6 separate regions of the Mus musculus genome follow, and regions 1, 2, 3, 4 and 5 are each linked to region 6. Evidence: chromatin contacts called from public promoter capture Hi-C data. All regions are on one chromosome and are shown on one strand. Each heading gives the region's core, a stretch centred on a gene start, on an enhancer-like site or on the middle of the called end of the contact. The rest is flanking DNA. Distances are from core to core; before and after follow the strand shown.

Region 1 (2,700 bases), core at 6-2,505, 4.4 Mb after region 6:
TCCACACTGACTAATTCAAAATCTTTCTCTCTCTCTCTCTCTCTCTCTCTCTCTCTCTCTCTCTCTCCCCACCCCCCCCCATCACATGGAAAGCCTTACTTGAAAAAAAAAAAAAAAAACAGCCCTCAACACTACAGAGTTGTTCCTTTGCAAGAAATTGACAACAGTGTAGTCTTGCTCATGTTGCAATCTCTCTCTCTCTCTCTCTCTCTCTCTCTCTCTCTCTCTCTCTCTCTCTCTCTCTCTCTCTCTCTTGCTCTCTTCTCACTTTCTCTTTTTCTCCTATTCTCTCTGTCCCCTGCCTGCTTTCTCTTTCTCTGCCTCCCTCTCTCACCATGGTAACTTCCTTGACCTCGGTCCTTGGGGCCAGTGAACAAGAGCGGCTTCCCAATAAACTGACATTTAATATAATCCAAGCTGGCTTGAACTGGCTCATTTGAGCAGCAGAGAACAAATAACTTATCAATGGGAATGGCCTAGCAGCTGGTTGTAAATCTGGTTTGTCTCCTTTGTTCTGCTCTTCAGCCATATTTCTGGACAATCCTAGTGAACAAAAATGTGTATCCTAGCATCCTATCTAACAGACATGGTTAGCATAGTACCCATCTGTAGGGTGTTTTAGATGGCATCCTCACTTATCTAAATTCTATGTGGTGTGACTTACCCTCTCCTAAGCACTGCAATTCCTTTACATCATAAATCCTATTCTTCTACATCACAGATTAACATTGTAGTGTTACCCAACACGTGAGACACCTTTTACAACCGCCACAAAATGAACTCCAAATGGACCTTACAACTAAACGTTAAATGCTAAAGGAAAAAAGTTGTAGAAGATACTGTGAGAAACCAGGTCTCTTCGAGTTTGGCATCTTGCCAAGGATGATCCTGCACACAAGTCCTTACTCCAAATGCTTGGCGCAGAAGCAGTCCGGATAGTGACGTTATTCAGAGCCCACTACCGGGTCCAGGGAATGACTAGAACTAAAACAGACCCCACAGGTGGCCACATCTGGCCTCCGCTTACCACCCAGTCCCGAGGAGAACCCACCACACCAGCTCCCCAGGTTCATCCGCCTGCTCCTCCCCGATATGGGCAGTGACCCTGTACTCACCATGTCGAGACTTAGGACCTTGCCTGAGCGTCCCTCAGACCACCCACTACTAACTTCCCCTTCTTCCTCCTGAAATCAAGGTGGAGAGCTTGCATCTGTAATTCTCAAAATTAACCTGGAAGCCTCCTCTGCCCCGGAACTACGTAAGTTCCTGGAATGCTGGGAATTGTAGTTCTTTGGAAATAACAAAGGCTCATGGGAAAGTACGGTGGTCTAGTTGAATATCTAAAAAGAAACCGCTGTAACACGTGACTGAGGCCGTTCGCGCTGGCAAATTCCGGGGGAATTTTACTGACCCAGGTCTGTCTCTTGGTCAGTATTTAATATTTAATAAATGCCTGCTTTAAATTTGGTTCAAAATTGTTGAGTTGGTCTATTTCCAGCAAAAATCAGGATTAGCGTACAGAGGTTCATAGGACGATAACTCTACCCCACAGTCTCTCTTCAATACGTACACTGGAGAGTGAGCTGAGCTGCCGAGGGCACTGAGTGCCCTAGCTCCAGATTTTTACATCTGGCAACCAAAGTAGAATCCTCACAGAAACAAGCAGTCTCTAGTAGAAGCTAAGATAAGCAGTTAGCCAGAGGGGGTTCCAGCACAAACAGGTTGAGATAAGTTAGCAAGGATATCCTGACCTTGGGTTCCTAGAAGTGGAGTTGAGTAATTTTCCTAGAATTCTTGATCAAGGAAATCAAATTCTAGTTAAACCTGAAATGGCCTCAGCGACAATACATGATGGAGGAGTGATGGGGTCTCTGTCCAGCATCAAGAACGAGAAATGAAGGCAGACATGGTTTAGCATAGGTAGAGGGATCGCTTGACCTTGAGGCCAACTTGATCTATAGAGAGAATTCTAGAACAGCCAGGACTGCAGAAAGGAACCTTGTAGTGCCAGCCTGTGGAAGAGTCAAGGCTTGGCCAAAGTGTGAATGACTTTACTGGCTTCCTGTGAAATCATGGTAGTCGCATGGAAGGTTGTACGCTGGACATTATAACTAGGAAATGTCTGCAATGGGGGAGATGTGGAGACCCTCCTCAGCTCTTCCTTCCTGTGCTCTAGCCTGTTCTAAACTCAAGATCGTCCCATAAAAGATAAGCCACTGAGTTCATCCTTGTTGAACATTCCCCAGGCTTTTTGCCTTTGCCTCTCTGTGAACACATGGAGGATGCATCTTCTTACCTTTTTAGGACTCAGAGTTCTGTCCATAGAGAGGAAGAAGGGCTGTGGGTGACCAGGGATTTCCCTGTGGCCAGCACCTGAGGGCTGAGGATGGCTTCCTAGGATGGCTGAAACTGCAATTGTCCCAGGAATCACAAGCTTGGAGAAGGAAAAAGGCTGCCATTCCTCGGGGCAGAAATTAGAATCGGAGAGTTCTGACTGGTCAGTCCTCCTTGCAGGAGAGACTGGGTTGGAAGTGATAGGCTAGTTTAGCAGCATATGATGGTACATGCCTTTAACTCCAGCACTATGAAACAGTGGTAGCAGATCACTCACTCAGGTTGAGGCCAGTCTGGTCCCCAGAACTAATTCTAGAACAACCTGGAACAAATTCTAGGGATACAAAGGGAAAGAAACCCTGGAGA
Region 2 (2,700 bases), core at 145-2,644, 4.7 Mb after region 6:
GCAGACCGGTCGGCAGCGCAGCAGCAGTTGGCGAGCTGGGATGTGGATGAACAGTTCCAGCAGGATGTTCTCTGGCAGCTCGTTGATGTTGCCTACTGCCATGGTGGCGTCTCCTAGCCAGCTCCTGTGGGTATTGGAGAGCCGTGCTATACACCGAGCCTTCTCCCTGGCGAGTGGCAATCCCAGCACCCAGGGATAGAGAGATTCCCAACTCTGCGGGGGGCCACAGAGTTGCTGTGCTGTTCTGACCTTCTGTTTCCACAGTAAACGGGACGAGGGGCTGGGGCATGGTAGTTCCCTCCTGGGTCACTAGAAGCTCAAGGTGCATGGGCCGGGGAGTTGCTTAATAAACCATGAGATCTGATTTCCCCCAACCCGGGCACCTAAGAACAGCCTCTAAGGACGCCCAGGGACCTTCCCAAGGTCACACAAACAGGAGAGGAGGGGAGGCAGCTCCGGCTCTCACTGAAGGTAGAGCCAGCCATTTTCAATAGGCCAGCAGTCTTTTAAGAGGAGGGTAACAATGGGAGGCCTTGTGAGCCCTCCAGCTTGCCACTCTTCATTTCCTCCCCATCCCCCACACGGGGAAAGGGACAGAGATGATGATCGGGGGTTATCACTGGCCCTCAGGACCGGTCACGGAGTACAAAGGGCTCAGTGACGTTCTTAAGATCTCAGAGAATATGACCCGTTTACCTGAGCCTGAGGAAAGATGTACGAGTGGAAAAGAGCCTTCCTATCTCCCTCCCGCACCCCCCCCACCCGCCCCGGCCCCCTGCAGTCTCCCATTTATGCTTGGCTCTAAAACGGGCTACCTTGCTCAAGACCAGATTCAGATCTCTGAGCACCGATGGCGTCCATAGCCCAGTTCTTCGAAGCCTCACAGTACAGTGGGGGGAGGGGAGGGGAGAAAGCCTGAGGCCTGGGCCTTAAAGGCGCTAGGCCCTCATGATCGCAGAGCGCGCGCGCCCCCCCCCTCCCCTCTAGGTCTCTGCCCACTGTGCCTCAGTCCCCGAACTGGGCGCTCCCCCTCCCGCAGTCACCTGCGATCCGTCGCGCTGAGCGATCCTGCCAGGCCGTGGGGCTGTACAGCCCGAGCCTGCGTGGCCCGGAAGGCAGACCTGCCTACTGCCCGCCAAACGTCTCCTTGCTGGGGCGCTCACTGCTCCCCTCCTTCTGTCACCTGCTCTTAGCCGGGTTACGTTGGAGAACAGCACCCAAGACACAGCCCCGCCTACTACTCATCAGACCCCGCCCCATCCCCATCCCACAACACTGGCCCCTCTCCCTCCCCATTCTCCTTGTCAACTACTTTTGGTCGCGCTGCGCCATACCCTTGGATCCTGGGGATGAGCCTTACGGACCAATGGAGGCCCGGGGTGCGACCCGCCCACTGTTTGTCAGACCACGCCCCACGCCCCACCCCATTTTCTCCGTCACCAGCTTTTAGTCCGGCTGCCCCACAACGCTGGGTACTGGAACTGCGCCTTTCTGCCAGAGTTGGTTCACGATGCGGCCCCGCCCACTGCCCTCAAGGCCCCGCCCACCATTCCTTCAGGCCCCGCCTCACCCGCGCACTCCCCGGATTCGCCCCCATCACAGCGTAGGAAAATTACCTGGGGGGTTGGGGAGGAGGAAAGCTCCGATACCCCCAACTCCACTGGGCTCGGCGCCAGCACCCTCTACTCCCCAGTAGTCCGACTCCATATGTCCTCCTGCAGTCATCCTCCAGGCACACTAGAAGCCCACCCATTCTGTAGCTGTCCCTGCCCCTCTCCAGTCCCAGGCTCCTCCCGGAAGCCGCACCTTGGGTTACGGGGCGGGGGGTGGGGGTGGGGGGGTACAGGACTCCCAGCCCTTAGCCGGGGGCCAGAGGCGGGGCGCACGGGGCCTTTAAGAGGCGCGGCGGCGCGGGCCCGGCTGACGCGGGCAGCTCCAGGACTCGCCACCCGCAGCGCTCAGGCTCTTCTCTCTTGACAGCACCGCAGCGATGGATGGAGATGGTGATCCAGGTATCCGCTGCTGGCCCCGCTAGATACAGACTCGGGAGACAGGGCGGACCAGCGCCGCAGAAGGCGCTCAAACTTTCGCGCCAGGAAAACCCTAGAGATAGTCTAGGGAGCAGGTTTCTGCCTGGTGTCGTGGTGTGGAGGGAGGAGGACGCCTGGGTCTCCAAAATGGCATCGGAGGACTCTGGCATCTCAGGCTCCAGACTTCCTGGGGTTTGAGAGCCGGGTTCTTGCAAGCTTTTGCTTCCATGAACTTCTTCCATTTGCTAGCGCTGCCCTCCCTGCCTCTTGAGCCTCCGGAGTCCCCGCGGGGTCCTAGGGTTTACAAACTTTATCCTGCCTCCATCCTAGCTTCCTGAGGGACTCCCTTCTCTGGAGGGGCCGTCTTGTATTGGAGTAGCGGGGCTGTTCCGTGGGAACCAGGCTAGGGGTGAGGAAGGCTGCTTTTGGCAGAAGCTCTGGGTCCTCAAGGATTGCCCAGTCATCTTTTCTGGCACCAAAGACCCCACCCCTTCTGCCCTCCGGCTCCCTGCTGGGCCTGTAGGGGGCTGCTTGCTGAGTCAGACCTGCCTGCCTTGACTCTTATCCCTTCCTCACTAACTATGCTCAGCTCGGAGTGTTCACTCTTTAGGGGAGGAGGTGAGGGAACAGAGGTGGCCAGTCTTCCCTCCTACTCCCAAGTCCTCACTCT
Region 3 (2,700 bases), core at 101-2,600, 4.5 Mb after region 6:
ATCAGGTGTTAAAGCCAAACTAACTCATCCCTGAGGGAAGCTTACTCATTGCGGTGTTGAGGAAGCAGGTGAGGAAGTGTGTGTGTGGAGGGGGAGGAGACAATAACAATGACAATGAGACAAACACATTAGCCGTGTGCTAATATATTAAGCCATGTGCTAATGCAAGGCACCAAAGAGGTCCTCGCTAAGACACAGCCAGAGAGAGAAGGGAGCTGAATCAGGCCAAGGCCTGGCCTTCAGGACTGGGGAACTGCCAACTAGAAGTGGAAGGGGAGTGGAGAGGAGAGGAAGAAAAATAGACCTGACAAAGGCCAGAGTATCCCTGCTACTGTAAAGTCTCTCCTTCCATTCTCAAGTCTATGGAGCAAACTTGGTCTCTACAGTACTAGGAAGATGTATAGAGCCAAGCAGCCAAGCTAGACACCAAACTACACTAGCTGTGACTCCAAAGCTCACTTGTGTTTTCCTACCTAAGACAAAAAGGGGACAATCAAGAGTCCTTTTCTGACGAAGGGAGAGATGATTGGCAAAGCTAGAAAACAGGATAGAAAAGTACTACAAGAGATGGAGGCCAGTAGTGTTGCCTTTCTCCTTCCAAACAGCTATCTTTTTCAGTATTCACTGTGGCCTTTCAATGTGTTAGGTGCTAGGGTCAGGGACGGATTAAGAATAGCTCCAACCCTCAGAGTCTTAACGGTGCAATGAAAAGGCATATAAGTAAAAAGACTTCCACCGTAAGTGGGGTACAGTGAACCGGGTGCTGAAAAAAAAAAAATGCTGGCAAAAAAAGAAAAGTACTGGATGAAAACCGGGAATGGGTCAGGGACCTTGAATGGAGATCACAGGGCTGAGACATCAGGGTGTGGGGAGCTGCGAGGAGGAGCCCACCTCCCAGCCTTCAGTCCGGTGGCCCGCCCCCTCCTCAGAGCCGAGCAGGGCTTGACGGCGAGGCCGCAGCAGGGGAAACGCCCGTGTGACCCGAGCCTGAGCCCGAGGCCCAGAGGCCCCAGAGGCCCAGCGTCCTAAGCCGGGTGGCTCAGGACTCTCCCGGCCCGGGCCTGCCGGTTCCACCACCCCGGCGCGCTCGCCCTCTCACCTTCACCTTCCCGGCCTCGCGGCGGCCATCACACCCAACACGTCACTAGCCGGCGCCACACCGAGAGAAGCGGGAGGGGAGGGGGCTGCGCTCGTCACTCGCCCCGCTGCAGCCCGGACGAGCCGATGGCCTCTGAACGCTGTCACCTCAACCTTACCACTCCTATACCACAGTGTCTAGGAACTCCGCGCTCCAAAAGGAGCCCCCGCGTGCCTGGTAACCGTCCCGTGTCTCGTGCAGATGACGTAAGCTGTAGGGTGGGGCTCCCAGCGCGTCATGGGAGTTGTAGTTTGGATCAGCGTCCGTCAGGGTGGGGTAGGGCGGAGCCTCGAGCTGTCAAGCAGGGGTTGGAGGGGTGGGAGAACGGGACGGGGGTTGGGGGAGGGGAGAGGGTGGACGGCGGGGAGGGGAGCGGGCAGGACACGACAAGGGTACCGATTAGAGGTTTGCGTGCGCCTTTTTTGTTGTTGCGCCTTTTTTGTTGTTGCTGCTCCAGAATTTGACCCTGTATAACACCTGTCAGTTTTGAAATCCAGACTCGCATTTCATAATCCGAGTGTCTTCAAAGGGAACAAACAGACCGTTAGGGTGAAGTAATTGTCCTTCAGTTGCCTTTGAGGCAACTAAACAGCAGCCACAACGCATCAGGCAGCTACTAGGTGACAGTCATTGCACTGGCTATCTAACATGCAGTTTTTAATTTTCACTCAGTCCCAGGACATTCAGGACATGATTATCCAACCTCACATGCCATTCACTGGCCCCTCATTTTGTTCCAAGAACTGGGATACTGCATTGGACCCCAAGCTGGGAGGGCTCCAAGCCTGGGCTCTGTAGTAACACCCACCAGCCACTTGTAGCTACTGAGACCCTGAAATGCAGCTGCTACAAACTGAGAAATGCCCCAATGTTTAATATAAAAAGAAATGCAAACTACCTTATTAGTAATTTTATATTGATGTGTTGTTATAGCTTTGGATAAACTGGGCTAAATGAAATACATTATCTTAATTAAATCGCCCCCCCCACCCCGTTTCTTCTTACTTCTAAAAGTAGAGCTAATAGTGGCGGTCACAAAAAAGGCTCAGTAGGTATAAATGGCTGCTACCAAGCCTGACAGCTTGAGTTCCATCTCCAGGAACCCACACGGTGGAAGGAAAGAACCTGCTCATAAAATGTTGTCCTCTAACCTCCGTACAAGAGCCAGGGCACGTGTACATCAACCACACACGATAAATGAATATGGTTGGGGCCTAGAGAGATGGCTTTTACAGAGGACCCAACACCTACATGTTAGCTCACATCGGTAACTACAATTCAGGGGATCCAGTGTCCTCTCTGTCTTCCAGGGGGAACCAGGCACACTTCTGATACACTTCCATACATGCAGGCAGCATCCCATACACATTAAATAAAAACAACAAGCCAAGTATTTAAAAGCAGATAATATGGCTAGCTGAATATTTTAACTGTGTCTGTGGCCCATGCGACCTTGCTTTTGTTTGTTTGGGGGCAGGCTTCCCACTATGTAGCCCAAACCAGCCTTGAATTGATGATCTTTTTACTCTGCCTCCCAAGGGCTAGGACTGTAGTCATCTCAC
Region 4 (2,700 bases), core at 197-2,696, 4.7 Mb after region 6:
GCCAGAGCTAGATAGCAAGTCCCCCAACTCTAAACAAAAACGACAGAGTACAGCTTCAGCTTTTTCAGCGGAGGACGGAGACTAAGAAAAACAAGCAACACAGGTTGGGGATACGGCTCGGTTGGTGGAGTGTTTCCTTATCCTGCAGGAAGCCCTGGGTTTCATCGCCACTACTGTGTAATCCTGGCACTGGAGAGGTGGAGGCAGGAGGATCAGAAGTTTGTGGCAATCCTCAGGTACACAGTAAGTTCAAGGCTACACAGTAAGTTAGTACACGAGACCCTGACTCAAATGAATAAAACATATCAGCCCATAAACATCACATTTTTCTCACCTGTTCCTGCGTTTTATTATTATTTGTTAGTGTGTGGTCCTGGGATGGAACCCCAGGCCTGGGGTGGGCTACTCAAATGTTCTACCATTGAGACTTGTGCTGTCCTCGTAATTATTCCAGCAGAATAAGGCAGAGCCTGACCTCCAGACTGCCTCCAAGTCCTGCCTGTAATTCTGTCCCTAGATAATGGATCGCTCAAGCCCATTCCTTTGCTCCAATCTCCCTCCTGCTGCTAGCCAGCAGTTTAGGAATGGGAAACCGGCCAGAGCAAGTCACAGCCCAGCCCATATGAAATCACACAACTGCTCCAAAGCACCTCTATCTTCCGGCCCTTTCCTCTCAGACACCAAAGGGTGCTAAATGGCTTAACACCTGGGAGTCTTAGGGTTTCACGGAGCTGGCACCAAAGGCCCAAGATGGCCGGTTTACTTCCAGGTCCACACGGTTCTGGCCGAAGCTAAGTGGCCAGCACCTCTGTTGCAAATGAGGAGGGCTGAGAGAGAAAAAGAACTTAGGAAATGAAGACATCCTACGCAGCCCCGCTGCCCGGAGCTCAAAGTAGCCTCTGGGGTTTTTGATTTTAGGAAACCTCTTAAGTTCCTGCTTCTTAATTATGAAATAAGGACGCTGCATGTGGAAATTAGGGAGAAGCAATTGTTTGGGGACAGCGGATTTCTCCTAACTTGAGCCAGCACTCAGACAGACCCCCCCCCCCGAACTGCACTGACCTCTCAGAAGGATAGATGTCCCTGTCCTGCTGTGGGGGACACCAGGAGCGCAGGCCCGGGCGGTCCGGTGCCCGTGCCAGCCTGGGTCTGTCCGGGAGGGGCGGCCCTGTCCGTCTCTGTCCCCAGGTGTCCCTCTCCGTGTCCGCCGCCTCCTCCCCGGGGCTCTGGACCTTCCCTTCTGCTCCGACTCCGTTCCCCAGGTTCCTGGACCCCCGCCCGCCCCGGCCGCGCGGCCACCTTCAAGTTCACGGCAGGCAGCTCCATCCCGACCCGGCGGAGGGCACCTGAGCGACGGCCGCGGGGACTCCTGGGCTCCGAACTCGGGAACAAACTTCCTGGCCCCGCCCGTCGCGTTGCGCCAGTTCCAACGGCGGGAGGCCAACTCGCGCGGCCACGTGACTGCAGCCGGTTGCTAGGAGACGGCGTCAGGCAGCTGCTCTTGCTGCTAGGCTCAGGCTCCTGCTACTACTACTGCCTAGGCCTCTACCAGCTCCTGTGCTTCAAGCCAGGAGGTCGGGATTTCTGCAGCCTAGGGGCTCAACGGGCTGCCTAAGTGGGATCGAGGTGAGGTGGTGGGACGACCTACAGCCAGAGGAGCCTGGGGCAAGCGGGCAGAAACTGCGGGTGTGGTAACAGTTGGTGTCTGCCCAGAACATCCTCTCTCCTCTCTTACTTCCCTTGCACAAGAATTAGAACAGTGCCTACCTCATCATCTTTGTGAGGATCAGTGAATGAATTCATGTCCATAAAGATAAAAAGTGAGGGTTGGAGAGGATTCCGTGATTAAGAGCACATGTTACTACTTTTTCTAGGCTTGGGTTCCCAGAACCCACATGCCGGCTCACAATCATGTACTTGTGATACAACCACCCTCTTTTGTCCTCCGCAGGCTCCAGACACAAGTGCATATACACACACAGGCAGGTGAGACATTCGTATACACAAGACAAAAATAAATAAATCTGAAAAAAAAATCGAAGCTCTGTTCTTACTGTATTAAATTTTCCTTCCAAGCTTATTGGATTTCAAGAGAATTTCATAGAATACATTAAAAAGAAAGGAAGGAAGGGGAAGTCGAGGCAAAGATATAATGATATCAAAGCCTGCCTGGCTTATAAAGTAAGACCGTGTTTATGTCTTATTGATCTACTTAGTGGGGTGGGTGGATGCATGCCACAACATGAGTGGGGAGGCGAGAGTGTGGATGGTTCTCCTTCCATCCTGGGTTCTGAAGCCAGGGTAAGGAAAGGGAGACAGGACCTGAAGTCAAGAAAGGGGCTTTCCAGCTGATGGCTGAATAGCCCCCACCACAAGGGAAGGAGAGGCTGGAGGACTCTAGAGCCCAGCAGTTTAAAGCCAACCTGGGCAACAGTGAGACTTTGTCCAAAAATGAGGGGGTCAGGGCTCAGTGTTATAGCATCTGTTTACCAGCATCTGTTTACAGTACCAGCATAGCCTAGGTAAAGTTCCAAATGATCAGAGCTGTGCCGGGTGTCAGTGGCTGATGCACACAAGCTCTAGTACCACCAATATATGAGGAGCCAGCCACTTGGAGTCCACTTGCCCAACATAGCAAAAGTTGGAAGACATTCAGTCAGGACAATTAACAGGAAGTCTCCCCTGCTGAGCCTTCAGACA
Region 5 (2,700 bases), core at 89-2,588, 4.5 Mb after region 6:
AATTCCTAGAGCTCCCTCCACAAGGTTGATTTAAACTATGTCCAGGGGAGAGCATTCTCAGATGGAGCTGCCTGAAAGCTGCGCGGGGGTGGATCAGAACCCGTGCTCGGTGGGACTGTCAGTGATGTAGCTGCCTTTGGGTCATGACCCCAATACGTACACTCCTTGGTTCACCCAGCCACACTTGGGTGGAATCGTTTCTCTGTTCTGTTGGCTGTGCTCTGGGGCAAATAAACCTTTGTTGACACATGACTCCCTATGAAGGGTCTGCACGGAGGAAAGCATGGCCCTGACTGGGACACAAACCCCACCCCCACCCCTTCTCCGGCCAGCTTTGGTCCTCAAAAATTATACTCAGGGGCTCTCTCTCTCTCTCTCTCTCTCTCTCTCTCTCTTTCTCAAAGATTTATTTATTTGTTCGGACACACCAGAAGAAGGCGTAGGATTCCATTACTGATGGTTGTGAGCCACCATGTGGTTGCTGGGAATTGAACTCAGTGGTTAAGAGCACTGAGCCGTCTCTCCAGACACTTTCTTTTGCTTCTGGAAGAGATGTCTGCAATATAAAGAAGCACTTCCCACTTCTCTTACAACCCCAGCCCAGACTCCTCCAGCCGAATCAGACCCCCCTATCCTTCCCAGCCCTGCCACCCTACAGGCCCCTGGAGACTTGGGTTTCGGAGCAGGCTGCAGGGGGCGAGCAGAGAAGACCCCAGCATCTCACTCACGCGCACTCAGGCAGGGTGCACACCGGGGCCTAGGCGCTTGCCCCTTCTCTACCGGTCTAGCGGGACGAAGGCACGCCTCTGTGGTCCCGAGATCAGCGGCTGCCATGGATAAAAGGACGCCAACGCTCTCCGCCCGAAAGCCCAGATTCCCAGCAGCCGGGGAATCCGCCTCCAGCAGGGGCGGAACCTCCAGTGGTTGTCCTAATTGGCTAAGGCTGGGGCGGGGCCTCCGCCGCTGTCCTGCTCGGCCAATTGACAGTGCCAGGACGCCTTATATTTGTTTCTTCGCATCCGGAAGCGGCAGTTTCAATATGGAAAGGAGGGGCTAATGGGACCTCATTGCTGATTGGTTAACTGTTAATGCTAATTCTACCAATTCAAATTGAGGACAGGCTCTGGTTGGTCAGTAGTACTCGGTTACGCAATTTCCGGATGTAAAGTCTCTAATGGCAGTGGATAGGTGGGGCTAGAGACTCCGGCAACTTTGACCTTTTCACGCGGACCCCACACTAGCAACTCCCCAGAGTGCTTTTGCCAGGGACGAACTGGAATTTGGATCCGAGGCTTGTAGGACGCAGTAGCCGAGTTCTAGGGAAACAAAAGTCTGAAGATGAATTTCCCACGTGCGCTTGCTGGTTTCTCGAGCTGGCTCTTCAAACCTGAACTTGCCGAGGACTCTCCGGATAATGACTCTCCGGATAATGACACTGTTAACCCATGGCGTGAGCTGCTGCAGAAGATAAATGTGGCCGATCTCCCCGATTCATCCTTTTCGAGCGGTAAGGAACTTAATGACTCTGTGTACCATACTTTTGAACATTTCTGCAAGATTAGGGACTATGACGCAGTTGGCGAGCTGCTTCTGGCATTTCTGGATAAAGTAACAAAGGAAAGGGACCAATTCAGAGATGAAATTTCCCAGCTCCGAATGCACATAAATGATCTAAAGGCTTCTAAGTGTGTCCTGGGGGAGACTCTTCTTTCCTACCGCCACAGGATTGAAGTTGGGGAAAAACAGACTGAAGCCCTCATTGTGAGGTTAGCTGATGTGCAATCCCAGGTCATGTGTCAGCCTGCCCGGAAAGTGTCTGCAGATAAGGTGAGGGCACTGATTGGTAAAGAATGGGATCCGGTAACCTGGGATGGAGATGTGTGGGAGGACATAGATTCTGAAGGGTCTGAGGAAGCTGAGTTGCCCACTGTCTTGGCCTCTCCATCCTTGTCTGAGGAAAGTGGTTATGCCTTGTCTAAAGAACGCACCCAGCAGGACAAAGCAGATGCCCCTCAGATCCAGTCTTCAACATCCTTAGTTACTTCTGAACCTGTCACCAGACCCAAGTCTCTGTCTGACCTTACAAGTCAGAAACACCGCCATACTAATCATGAACTCAATTCACTTGCTCACTCAAATCGCCAAAAGGCAAAGGAACATGCTAGGAAATGGATTTTAAGGGTGTGGGATAATGGTGGGAGGCTCACAATACTGGATCAGATTGAATTTCTCAGTTTAGGTCCTTTGAGCCTTGATAGTGAGTTTAATGTCATAGCCCGCACTGTTGAAGATAATGGTGTGAAGAGTTTGTTTGATTGGTTGGCTGAAGCATGGGTCCAGAGATGGCCTACTACAAGAGAGCTGCAGTCGCCTGACACCCTGGAGTGGTATTCTATTGAGGATGGGATTGAAAGGCTTAGGGAACTTGGAATGATAGAGTGGCTTTGTGTAAAAGCTACTTGTCCACAGTGGAGGGGCCCGGAAGATGTACCCATCACGAGAGCTATGAGGATAACTTTTGTCCGGGAAACTAGAGAGACTTGGAAGAGCTTTGTATTTAGCCTCCTCTGTATAAAGGACATAACAGTGGGGAGCGTGGCTGCTCAGTTGCATGATCTAATAGAATTAAGTTTAAAGCCAACAGCAGCTGGCTTGACTTCTGTAGGCTCTGTGGGGGTTCTCTCTCTCTCTCCCTGGAAA
Region 6 (2,700 bases), core at 190-2,689:
TTCATTTTTTAAAAAAAAGTATGTGTATTTTCTGTATGTCTGTGGGTGTATGTGGAGGTCAGAGGGCAAGCCCAAGAGTCAGTTTTCTTCTTCCAGCACTTAAGTGTGTGACTGAACCCAATAGTCTAGTGCTGTGGCAGGTCTCCTTACCTATGAGCCATTTCACCCACCCCACAGCCCCCACTCTCTATTGCATGTTCTCTAGCCAGTGTGCTGGCTGACACTTTCTGAAGCATCTTCTACCTTCTGGAAAACCTAATGTGGAAAACCTTTGTTCTCAAAGGCAAGTTTCTTCATCGTTTGAGAGTAAGGGTCTATATAGCCTGGGCCGGCAATGAAGCTTGGGGAAAAATGACTTTGAACTGATCCTCCTAACTCTTAACTTTTTAGTTCTGAGATTACAAGTATGCCCCACAGTGTCTGTCTGGTGCATGCAGTGCTTGCTGGACAGTGCACCTTTGAGAATACTGGGCAGCAACTGTTCTATAAACTGAGCTTTCTTCCCAGGCCACTTACTGCAGTATTAATGGGAACATCTTCCTGCCTTCTGAGAAGATGCCACAGCAGATGACTGGTAGAGAGCATCCAGCTCAGGCCCTGATCCAGAACATATTCGTAACTTTGCCAATAATAATATCAGCTTTAAGAAATGTCTATTCGTCAGGCACAGATTAAAACTCCTATCCCCAGTGACTCATACTTAGAACTAAGTGGGCCACAAATGAATACAATTCCGCCAGGTATGTTGGCTCACAACTTCCTCTTGGCTCAACCCCAGAGGAAGGTGGAGACTGGAGACTGGCTAAGAGTTGGAGTTCCAAATCAACCTTAGGTACTGAGCAAGATTCCACCTCTGAAACTCTAAGTCTCAAATAAATGGCTGAGGTGCCTATTTAACATATCAATGTGGACCAGGCTGCCACGTTCTCCCAGTACCCCTTGTTACAGGGTATGGCTGGCACACTCCACCTTCTACCCCAAATTCTCCAGCTTGTGTTGCCCTTCTCTATATAACCCAGCCATTTTAGTTACCTGCCCCCTTTTTACCTTTTGGCCACAGCACCCGGGTCTTATGGCTCAGGGGTTATGTCCACTCTGAACTCCCCCAGCTGTCTGCCTATGCTTCCCTTTTCCCCTACAATAAACCTCCTCCTCCACCATACTTAGAAGCAGCCATGTCCTTAGTTTATTATTTTTTCATTCATGAAAGAAATGCAGAACCAAGTGAATTAACAAGAAAATAAATAAGTAAAGCAAATACAGAAAACAAATTGAATGAAGTGAATTAACGCATCGGCTTTTGACTTTCACGGAATCTCAGTTTTTTTTTTTAAATTATTATTTTTTGAGTCAGAGTTTCACTATGTAGTCCTGGCTGTATTGGAGCTCTACGTAGAGCAGGCTGCTCCGGACGTCACAGGGATCCGCCTGAATCGCTCACAGGAGTTCTGGGATTAAGGGCGTGAACCGCTTCCGCGGCTTTCAGGATTTTTTTCCCTCATCTCCGTGAATTTGGCTTTACCTCCCCAGAGATCCGCCTGCATCTGCCTCTCCGCGGATGTGCGCGGTTTTCCCGGCTGTTTTTTTCTTTCTTTCTTTTTTTTTTTTCCTTTTCCACGGAGACTATGTTGTCAATCAATACAGAAACAGAAAACGCCCAGACGTGGCGGAAACTCAGTCATCCAATCAGAGGACGGCTTGTGGTTGACAGGCGGGACTACAAACCGGAAATGTGAGACAGAATACGCGGACCGAGCCGGGGGAGGGGCGACCAAAAAGAAAACAAAAAACAAAAAACAAACCGCCGAAAAACAAAAAAATAAAAACCGCTTCAGGCCGGAAGTATAAAACGGAACCCGGAAGTGTGGGACCGGATACGGCTAAAACACTTCAGGCCGGAAGTGCGAGACAGATACGGATGAAAACGCTGCAGGCCGGAAGTGCGAGACGGATGAAAACGCCTCAGGCCGGAAGTTTGAAGTGAAGATGGCTATAAAAGCTTTAGAGAAGCTCGGGAAGACACTCACCAGCACTTGGAGTCCGAGCTTGGACTGACTGCCTGGGCCTGCTGGGATTCTGAGTTCTGCCATCAGTTCTTGTTTCTGGTAAGTCAGTCACCTCCAGAAGGGCACAGTTTTGATTGAGGGCCACTTGACCCAAGATGCCAAAGGAACTCTGATTTCTTCTCTTCCCAGGAACAGATCGCAGGCATTGAGTTTACTAATAGTGATGGTTGCCATCATCTTCGACCTTAATTTGCTGGTTTCATTTATTATTTTATTTTATTTGAGGCATGACCTTACTTTGCTGCCCAGGCCCACCTAGAACGCAGATCAGCCAAGAGTGCTTTTAAATTACCTGGCAGTTCTGCATCTGCCTCCCCAAGCTGGAACTACAAGCTGAAAGTTAATGGAATATCTAGAATTATACCTTGGTTTGTGTCAAGTTAAATTTTTTCTTTGTTTTTTGTTTTTGTTTTTGTTTTTTTAGATGGGGCCTTAGTCTAGCTCAGGTTGGCTTCAGACTGCCTCACCCCTCTGAATGTTGAATTAATGATTCAATATTTAAGGCTTATTTTAATTTTTCTTTTTAGAGACAGAGTCACATGCAGAATATGGTAGAATTCACATGTAGTCTCATCATATCTGACTTCACATTTTAAAATTTTCATTTCATTTTATTTTGAAGACATAGTCTTAT

What was found. Promoter capture Hi-C pulls out the DNA fragments that hold promoters and counts their contacts.
Region 1: a promoter capture Hi-C map of liver shows a contact between it and region 6, with 4 times the contacts expected there. The contact joins the promoter of Zfp933 here to the promoter of Pramel12 in region 6. A contact is called at or near these places in 4 of 39 promoter capture datasets (cranial neural crest, liver, pre-B cells and 1 more) and 1 of 484 Hi-C or Micro-C datasets (rod photoreceptor).
Region 2: a promoter capture Hi-C map of pre-B cells shows a contact between it and region 6. The contact joins the promoter of Fbxo44 here to the promoter of Pramel12 in region 6. A contact is called at or near these places in 1 of 39 promoter capture datasets (pre-B cells), 1 of 484 Hi-C or Micro-C datasets (CD8 T cells) and 1 of 9 other capture datasets (liver).
Region 3: a contact with region 6 is called in a promoter capture Hi-C map of pre-B cells. The contact joins the promoter of Mfn2 here to the promoter of Pramel12 in region 6. A contact is called at or near these places in 3 of 39 promoter capture datasets (cranial neural crest, maxillary cranial neural crest and pre-B cells).
Region 4: a contact with region 6 is called in a promoter capture Hi-C map of pre-B cells. The contact joins the promoter of Agtrap here to the promoter of Pramel12 in region 6. A contact is called at or near these places in 2 of 39 promoter capture datasets (cranial neural crest and pre-B cells).
Region 5: a contact with region 6 is called in a promoter capture Hi-C map of pre-B cells. The contact joins the promoter of Fv1 here to the promoter of Pramel12 in region 6. A contact is called at or near these places in 5 of 39 promoter capture datasets (cranial neural crest, frontonasal cranial neural crest, liver and 2 more) and 1 of 484 Hi-C or Micro-C datasets (rod photoreceptor).

The regions. Positions count from the first base shown.
Region 1 is chr4:147,847,163-147,849,862 of GRCm38.p6, forward strand. It overlaps Zfp933 (zinc finger protein 933), which reads right to left and starts at 1,256. Exons shown (of 4, transcript NM_198619.3): 1 at 1,116-1,256. The coding sequence starts at 1,118.
Region 2 is chr4:148,158,700-148,161,399 of GRCm38.p6, forward strand. Fbxo44 (F-box protein 44) reads right to left here and starts at 1,395. Exons shown (of 6, transcript NM_173401.5): 1 at 1,044-1,395; 2 at 1-124. The coding sequence starts at 102. Fbxo2 (F-box protein 2) reads left to right here and starts at 1,969. Exons shown (of 6, transcript NM_176848.1): 1 at 1,969-2,012. The coding sequence starts at 1,991.
Region 3 is chr4:147,903,559-147,906,258 of GRCm38.p6, forward strand. Mfn2 (mitofusin 2) reads right to left here and starts at 1,351. Exons shown (of 19, transcript NM_133201.3): 1 at 1,100-1,351.
Region 4 is chr4:148,086,618-148,089,317 of GRCm38.p6, forward strand. Agtrap (angiotensin II, type I receptor-associated protein) reads right to left here and starts at 1,447. Exons shown (of 5, transcript NM_009642.5): 1 at 1,300-1,447. The coding sequence starts at 1,326.
Region 5 is chr4:147,867,641-147,870,340 of GRCm38.p6, forward strand. Fv1 (Friend virus susceptibility 1) reads left to right here and starts at 1,339. Exons shown (of 1, transcript NM_010244.3): 1 at 1,339-2,700. The coding sequence starts at 1,339. It overlaps Miip (migration and invasion inhibitory protein), which reads right to left and starts at 1,079. Exons shown (of 10, transcript NM_001025365.2): 1 at 729-1,079.
Region 6 is chr4:143,410,987-143,413,686 of GRCm38.p6, forward strand. It overlaps Pramel12 (PRAME like 12), which reads left to right and starts at 1,440. Exons shown (of 5, transcript NM_172877.3): 1 at 1,440-2,105.